2 separate regions of the Hordeum vulgare genome follow, and region 2 is linked to region 1. Evidence: chromatin contacts called from public Hi-C data. All regions are on one chromosome and are shown on one strand. Each heading gives the region's core, a stretch centred on a gene start, on an enhancer-like site or on the middle of the called end of the contact. The rest is flanking DNA. Distances are from core to core; before and after follow the strand shown. Region 1 has its middle 120 kb from the start of LOC123404010. Region 2 holds the start of LOC123404010 (probable aquaporin PIP2-2).

Region 1 (3,757 bases), core at 870-3,369:
CTCCCTATAGGAACCACGAGGCTTCATGTGAGAAGTTCTAGTTTGTGAGAAACTTATGTCAAAACCTTTCCCATATTGGAAAAAATAGTAACCACAACATGTTGGTGCCATTTCATGACATCATACCAAGCTTTATGAATTTCGCATGAGTTTTGGATTTATAGGTTTAAAAACCAAGCTTCTCAATGTTTGCAATCCATCCACAACGCCAAGTTGTTCGAAATTCATTCCCACTTGCTTGTAAACTAAACATGCACCCAGGACACATATATTATTTTTCAACCAATTTTAATGCACTTAAGCACGTGCGTATAGTTAAAATTTGAAATATACACACTAAATGCCTAGAAAACTCACTTAATGTTTAAAAACGTCCTTACGAACCCTCGATAATTCAAGATTTTAACATGACACTACTAGTAATACATGTCGCCTCCCAAAAAAATTCAATGTGAGAAGATGCAATGAATGCCGCTCTGTGTACAAATGTGACATGTTCCCTATCAGAACCACGCGGCTTCTAGTGAGAAGCTCTAGTTTGTAAGAAGGTTATGCCAAAACTTTTCCCAATTTGAAGAAAGCATTTGCCACAGCATGTTGGTGCCAGTTCATGGCACCATGCCAAGTTTCATGAATTTCAGATGAGTTTCGGATTTATAGGAATTTAAAAATCAACATTTTCAATGTTTACGGCCGATCCACGACGCCGGGGTGTTTGGAATTCATTGGAACTAAACATGCAACGAGGGAACACATATGTGATTTTTAATCCATTTTGATGCACTCGAGCTTCTACACATAGTTAAAACTTTAAATATCCACACTAAATGCCTAGAAAACTCAATGAATGCATAAAAACGTCCAAACAAACATTGGACGATTCCAAATTTTAACACGACACTTGTAACAGCCCGAGGCCAACGCTCCACATGCCTTCCATTTATTTTGGGCTTCGTCGTGTGATTTATTTGTTTGTCGCAGTCATCCTCGCATCATTCGCATTTCATCGGCACTCTGTTGCCTTTATTTTCTAAAACTTGCATCCATTCGTAGTTGCCAGTTTTTTCGTTCTTCTCGTTGACCGTTTCGAGGCCAAACACACTCGCACGCGCCCGTGGCATCATTGAAAATATTGTCTTTAAAGTGGGTATAAAATATTTTTCAAATGGGTTGAAATTTGGCGTGCACTCTTATTATATTGTAGGTAGATCACCTATCAAATTTTGCCGCATTCGAGGGTCGTTTGATACCCGAACGAATAACCCTATAACGCCACTATAGCTGGTAAAACCACGGACACTTTCGGTATTTCTAAAACCTATGAGGGACCACACACTTCTCTCTCATCTCAGTCCAACACCTCTCCACATCGTACCACAACCCACCTAGTCTACCTCCTGACCGGAGCCGTCCGATCGAAATCGTAAGGTCTCAAAGCAGACTAAAACCTCCAACTTAGCCCTCCTTTTTATAAATAGACCCACTATCCTGCCTATTGTGGAAACCCTAGACCTGTGGGCCCCACAATCCGTGCCTCATCATTCCCACCACTACTCCGCACCAAACCTGGTCAAACGGGCCGGGCTAAACAGGCCGGCCCGCCAGCCCGCCACGACGGCACGACAGGGCCCGGCCCGGCACGATTTAAACGGGTCGTGTCAGGCACGCGACACGCCTCGGGCCGTGCCTGGGCCTGAGGGCTGGGCACGCGGGCCGCCACGGCACGACCCGTTTATTTTTTTTACTCATTTATATATATAGGATAAAAGAATTAACCTATATTAAAATAGGCCCAAAATAGCCTAACATGCCAAAATCAGTCCAAATAATAGCCTAAAAAAACTAACAGACTAACGGGCCTGGCGTGCCTACGGGCCGGCCCGTATAGCCTCCGTGTCGTGCGTGGGCCGGGAGGCTGCGCCGGTGAGCCGGCACGGCACGGCCCAGCTAATAATCGGACCCACGCGTGCCATGCTGTGCTTGGCACGATTATGGTGGGCCGGGCCGGGCCGGCCCGTTTGGCCAGGTCTGCTCCGCACCCACCACCTACGCCCTCCAACTCCCTCACCCGTCGCGTCCCGTCAGGCCCGATTCGGGCCCACGAAGCCCATCCACCGACGTCACGAAACCCACCCGTGCTCGTGCCCGTGAGCCTCCCCGACGGCCCGACCCGGCTGCTCTCGCGTTGGAAGCTCGCTCGAGCTTGCTGGAGGACCTCCTTGACCACGAGGCTGACGACCTCGACCAGGCCGGTCCCTTACTCTGGTCTCTCTTCCTCTCACTAATTTCTCTCTCTCTCTCTCCCTCCCGTTCTACAGGAACCCGCCATGGATGTCGCCGCCCAAGCTCTGGCCGCCACCGTTCATCGCGCCACCACCGGGTACGGTTGCCATGCGGCACGTTCTGTCTGTTCCCGACCTCACTGCACCTCGTGCCCTCCTCTATGTCGTCGCGCCGCCCGTAGGAGTTCATCAGCGCGGGCGCCTCCTCTGGTTCGTTGGAGGAGGACGATGCCCTCGTTCCCGCTTGCGTTGACCTCGCATTAGGCCGGGCCAACAACCGTCGTGAGCCCTAGCTGCACCCGCAGTTGGCGTGCCACGCCTACCGCATGGGCCGCCTCCAAGCCCATCCTTCACCAGTGCCACGTGCTGGCCCAGCCTCCTCTTGTGCCAAGCCAACTTCAGCCCAGCTGAGTACGGTGAGAACCTTAGCCCTAGCGTGTGTTAACCCGTGCCACGGGCCATATTTAGTATCTTGCGCCATTCCCTGTTAGCCCAGTTTCGCCCAGATTTGCCCCGTGTATTTTTTCTTCGTCTGCGATTTATCTAATTATCAAGACATTGCAGATTTTAAAAGAACATCATTTTAAAATGCTAATAATTAATTAACCGTGCATCGGATGAAATCGTTTTATATATGTAAAATGTTCAGAATTTCGTGTAAATTCACAATATCAAACTTTCACATGGGTTAATTTTTAAAAAATACTGTTTTCACGCAATTTGCATTAATGGCCTATTAAAACGGTTTATTTCATAACTAAATAAATGTAACTCCTATGCATGTGGCTCGTTCATGTAATTTGTTATTTGTGATGTTCTCTATCATGCCATGCCATTGGTTTTGATGTAAAAAATCTACATCATGTCCATTTGTTACACTTAAGTAGGTATATGTTAAATATTCTTTTTTGTTAATGAAAAGTACCATTTGCAAAAATCATACTAAGCAAACAATGCATCCTTTGGACTAGTGCCAATTGGGTAATTTATAGTATGTCGTGACTATTTGCTAGTATGTTTGCCATGCCATGAAATTCATGTTTAGTTAGTTTTCATAACATGAACATGCTTACACAATGTTGCTATTTTGAGATTTTAAAATATTTCTTAGTCTGAAAATTGTTATGCAACTTGTTGTTTTGTCTTCTTAATGGCCATTGATCTATAGCCCCTTTGTTGTTGCCCACTTGAAGTATTTTGTAAAGCATGTTGGACTATCATGTTGTGTCATTAGCTGCCTTTGAATGGTAGTTATTATTGTCGTAAAAAATGCCCACATGTGAAGAACTACTACACTTGCATCCTGTTATTTTCACCAAGTGTGAGAATCCGTTTGATTTGGATAGCCTTTTGTGTTGATGCTAGCCATGTTTCTGTGCAGATTTTGACCATGCTCATGTTGAATGAAATGACCATTATGTCAACTACCATGTTGTACATTTACATTCCATGAAAAGTTCTATAGCATATTTAAA
Region 2 (3,757 bases), core at 388-2,887, 120 kb before region 1:
TGGCACGCAGTGGATCAGACAAGAAGATACATTCGCACATGCAGGTGCTTGATGTAGAGTGATTCGTCAATTTTGGACCATAGATCTTGCATTTTTTGGGGCACTTTAGCATTTAGGTTCATTAAAATGCTTCATTTTGTCAGGATTTGTGAACTTGGTTGCCCTACTCCGGCGCTCCCTCCCAAAAGTATTTTGCTACTATAGCACTGCAAAAATGCTATATCTACGTAAGTAACTAACGTAAACTTACGTTCCTTATTTCCTTAACCAATCACCGGTCCCCTGATTTTTAGGGATGGGCCTGTATTGTTTTTATCTTTCAACTAACTCATGCCAGATCATCTTAAACGTAAGTTTACGTTAAAAACTTACGTAGATGTATCAAAGCTCATAGCACTGGTAGTAGAAATTGAGTATATGATTTGATAATCGCTTTTTAGTTTTTACCAACTATTAACTTCAGTAATTCGAGTTTAACTTACTAGAATATTCTTTCTGAGCACACTTGTTAGAATGTTTTCTCGTTCTTAAGTAAGTTGTTCCAATACTAAGTCAACGACTTCCGCAGCACTTTGATCTGCAGCCAATTCTATCATTGGCCATAAACCCATATACTCTAAAGTGTACTTTTCTTTTGATGGACACTGTAAAGTGTCTCTATGGTTTAATGGTATATATACTGCTACGCTATAGTAGCCATGAGCGATGCAACTAGCGAGACGTTTCAGTAGCCAGTCTCAGTAGTAGTACTAGTACTCACCGGGATGTGGGAATCACGGGCGTTGCGCTTGGGGTCGGTGGCGGAGAAGACCGTGTAGACGAGCACGAAGGTGCCGATGATCTCGGCCGCTAGACCGGTGCCCTTGGAGTAGCCTGCGCTGAGCTCGTTGGCGCCACCGCCGTACCGCACGTAGTAGGAGCTCTGGAAGCCCTTGACAAGGCCGACGCCGCAGATGGCGCCGAGGCACTGCGCGATGATGTAGAGCAGCGCCCGGATGAGCGACACCTTCCTCGCCAGGAACAACCCGAAGGTCACCGCCGGGTTGATGTGTCCACCTATGCATCGTGAAGAGAGAACGCGGGTCAGTCACACGCATGTGCATGATGCATGCATACATGCAGTTAGTATGCGCGAGAAGTTAAGAGAACTAGTGGTCGATCGACGGACGGACCTGAGACGCCGGCGGTGCAGTAGACGAGGACGAAGATCATGCCGCCGAAGGCCCATGCTATGCCGAGGATGCCGACGCCGCTGCAGGCCGCGTCGGTGGTGTTGACGGTGGGGTCGGACTGGTGCTTGTACCCGATGACGGTGGCCACGGTGATGTAGAGGAAGAGGAGCGTGGCGACGAACTCGGCGATCACCGCGCGGTACAGCGACCACTTGGTCAGCTCCTCGAAGTCCACGATCGGCGCCGGGGGCGGGTCCGAGTAGTCCTTGCTGGAGAACTCGCCCCCTTGGGGTGCCGCCTCAATGTCCTTGGCCATTGCTAAGCTAGCTCAACCTAGTGCCCTCTAGCTTGAACGGTGCTTGCTGCAGTTGTTCAGTGTGAGGAGAAAGGGGAGGGCCGGTCAGGTATATATGGGACGTGAGAGGGTGGCTCGTGCCGGGGAGAGGACGAGCTCATCATCAGCTCGAGTTTGGCCTGTTAAGGGGGGAGGCAGATTGATTATTAGCGAGGGATAAGGTTTTCTGCTTAGTTTTTGGGAGGTTTTGGGTTATAATTTGCCGCCCACAACCGACTATAGCATCATCGTTAGGTCGTTTTCGGAGCCTAACGAACTGGTGGCTAGTGATCAATTGGAGGGGAGGGGCTGTTTTCTAAGGTATGTGCAGTGCAGTGCAGTGCAGTGCGCTTACGTTGCTGCTGTACCGCCCTGGAAAAAAGAATATGCAGAAAGTTCAGAAAGCGCACCAAAGTGTTCTACTCTCGTTGCTTCTCGTTGCTGGTCACTGGCAAGCAACACATCATCAGTGATGGCAAAAAAAAAAGAGAGGATATAGCGACCTTTATCTAGGGGCGTGTAGAGTTAGCATGGGTTTTGCAGATGTCTTGGAACGATCAACGATGTGTCCGTTCCAAATGCATGCATGCATATGCAGCTCCAAGTAACTTTTGCTGTAGCGCCGACTACTCCCGACAATTTGGCAGTCCTACCTTTCAGAAAACAATTCAGTATACACAGACAATGACAGGAATTTCAACAGGTTCAGTATATACATGCTTATCCACCAATGGAGATGCCCAGAAACTTGATTGCCACCAATAACAAACAAGGACAGCGAATCATCGCTAAGACAGACAGCTCGCGCAGCTACTCTGCAAATGGAGATTCCTAACAGTAGCCTGATTAGTTGCAGCCTGCAAGCTGTATGACGTGAAGGCATAATAAGCTGCTCCCCCGCTCTTCTCCCCCCTTGCAGAAAACGTGCTCCCGAAATTTGAAGCCCGGCTGGTTAGGTCTCGCCTTTGTGCTTACGGAGAAATCGTGAACCATCGGTGGTCGCTTTCTCTGATCAAGACAAGTATAACAACGAAACAGATAGGCGCAGAACGTTCCTGTCTGCGAATATTTCTAGTATAGTACGTATACTCTACTACGGTGGAGTGGGCCCCTCGACCGATGACATCTCCTCCATTTTCCTTTCCCTCCCGCTACAACTCGTTCCCTGTAACGAACTCCCTCGAGATGCACAACGTACGTATTCTCATACGTCCATACGGCTCCTACTGGGACACGTGGGACAACAGAGACCTTCAGATTTACGGTATCCACATCAGCCGCGCGCGACCAGCCAATCCGGCGGTGCCACCTACGATCATGTGGCTGGAAAGCACCGGGCGGCTCGGGTCGCTCTCACGGCCCAATCATTCAGATTTTAGGAGATGCACCCGTCGACGTAGCTAGCAGCTAGTACTACAACTGTGATGCGGCTCGGACTTTATGCCGACGCAGGACAAGAGCTTGTTCTTGCACGCAAAAGAAACAAGAGCTCACACATTGCATGTAAAATTTACATCTTTGTGTGAAAAGAATGTATTAAAATCGTTAAGATACAACTCTCAGCCTCTACACTAATACGATCTTAGAAGCACCTAGCAACTCCAACGCGCCGATTCAAACGGACAATATTTTTGTCCTTGGGTCTGCCGTCCGTTCGACGTCCGTCGTATTTAACATTTAGATTGGTAATGCGTCCAACGTCCGGGATTTAAATTTATTGACGTGATCGGCTGTCCGTCCCTTTTCAACAAATATGAGCACGTTTTGCATTATTTAACAAGCAGACGTATAAAAAATAGCATAGTTTCACAATCAAATAAAACATAGTTTTTAAATAAATAAGTATAGTTTTACAAACTGAATAAAAATTAAATTGTCTTAAATACATATTAAAAAAGATACATCTATTGGTTGTCAACATGAGCCCACATATGCTCAACCAAATCATTTTGCAGCTCCACGTGAGTTTCTCAATCACACATTCATAATGAAATTGGATGAACTGTTCAAACGTTGTCGTTCCTCCATGCTCATGCACAATATTGTCATCCTGAAACTGAAACCCTTGATTGTATATACATTCCAGACGCTCATCTTTTACAATTATATTATGCATAATCACACAAGTTGTCATCACCTCCCACAGCTTTTTGGTGCTCCAAGTCCTAGCAGGGTACCAAACGATGTCCCATCGAGATTGCAAAACGTCAAAGGCACGCTCGACGTCCTTCCTAGCACTCTCTTGCTCTTG

Evidence for each region. Hi-C and Micro-C count contacts between places; a contact is called where the count stands out from the background.
Region 2: a contact with region 1 is called in a Hi-C map of leaf, with 6 times the contacts expected there. The contact joins the promoter of LOC123404010 here to the enhancer-like site in region 1. A contact is called at or near these places in 5 of 6 Hi-C or Micro-C datasets (leaf, seedling and an unstated tissue).

What each region holds. Positions count from the first base shown.
Region 1 is chr6H:380,511,318-380,515,074 of MorexV3_pseudomolecules_assembly, reverse strand. No RefSeq gene overlaps it. Among protein-coding and RNA genes, the nearest start is that of LOC123404010, 120 kb to the left of the region's middle. Within about 2 kb of position 2,119, at least 3 of the 3 cell types and tissues checked have open chromatin away from gene starts, as enhancers often do. A contact at or near this core is called in leaf and seedling, where this site is marked.
Region 2 is chr6H:380,626,417-380,630,173 of MorexV3_pseudomolecules_assembly, reverse strand. LOC123404010 (probable aquaporin PIP2-2) reads right to left here and starts at 1,637. Exons shown (of 4, transcript XM_045097910.1): 1 at 1,173-1,637; 2 at 761-1,056. The coding sequence starts at 1,488.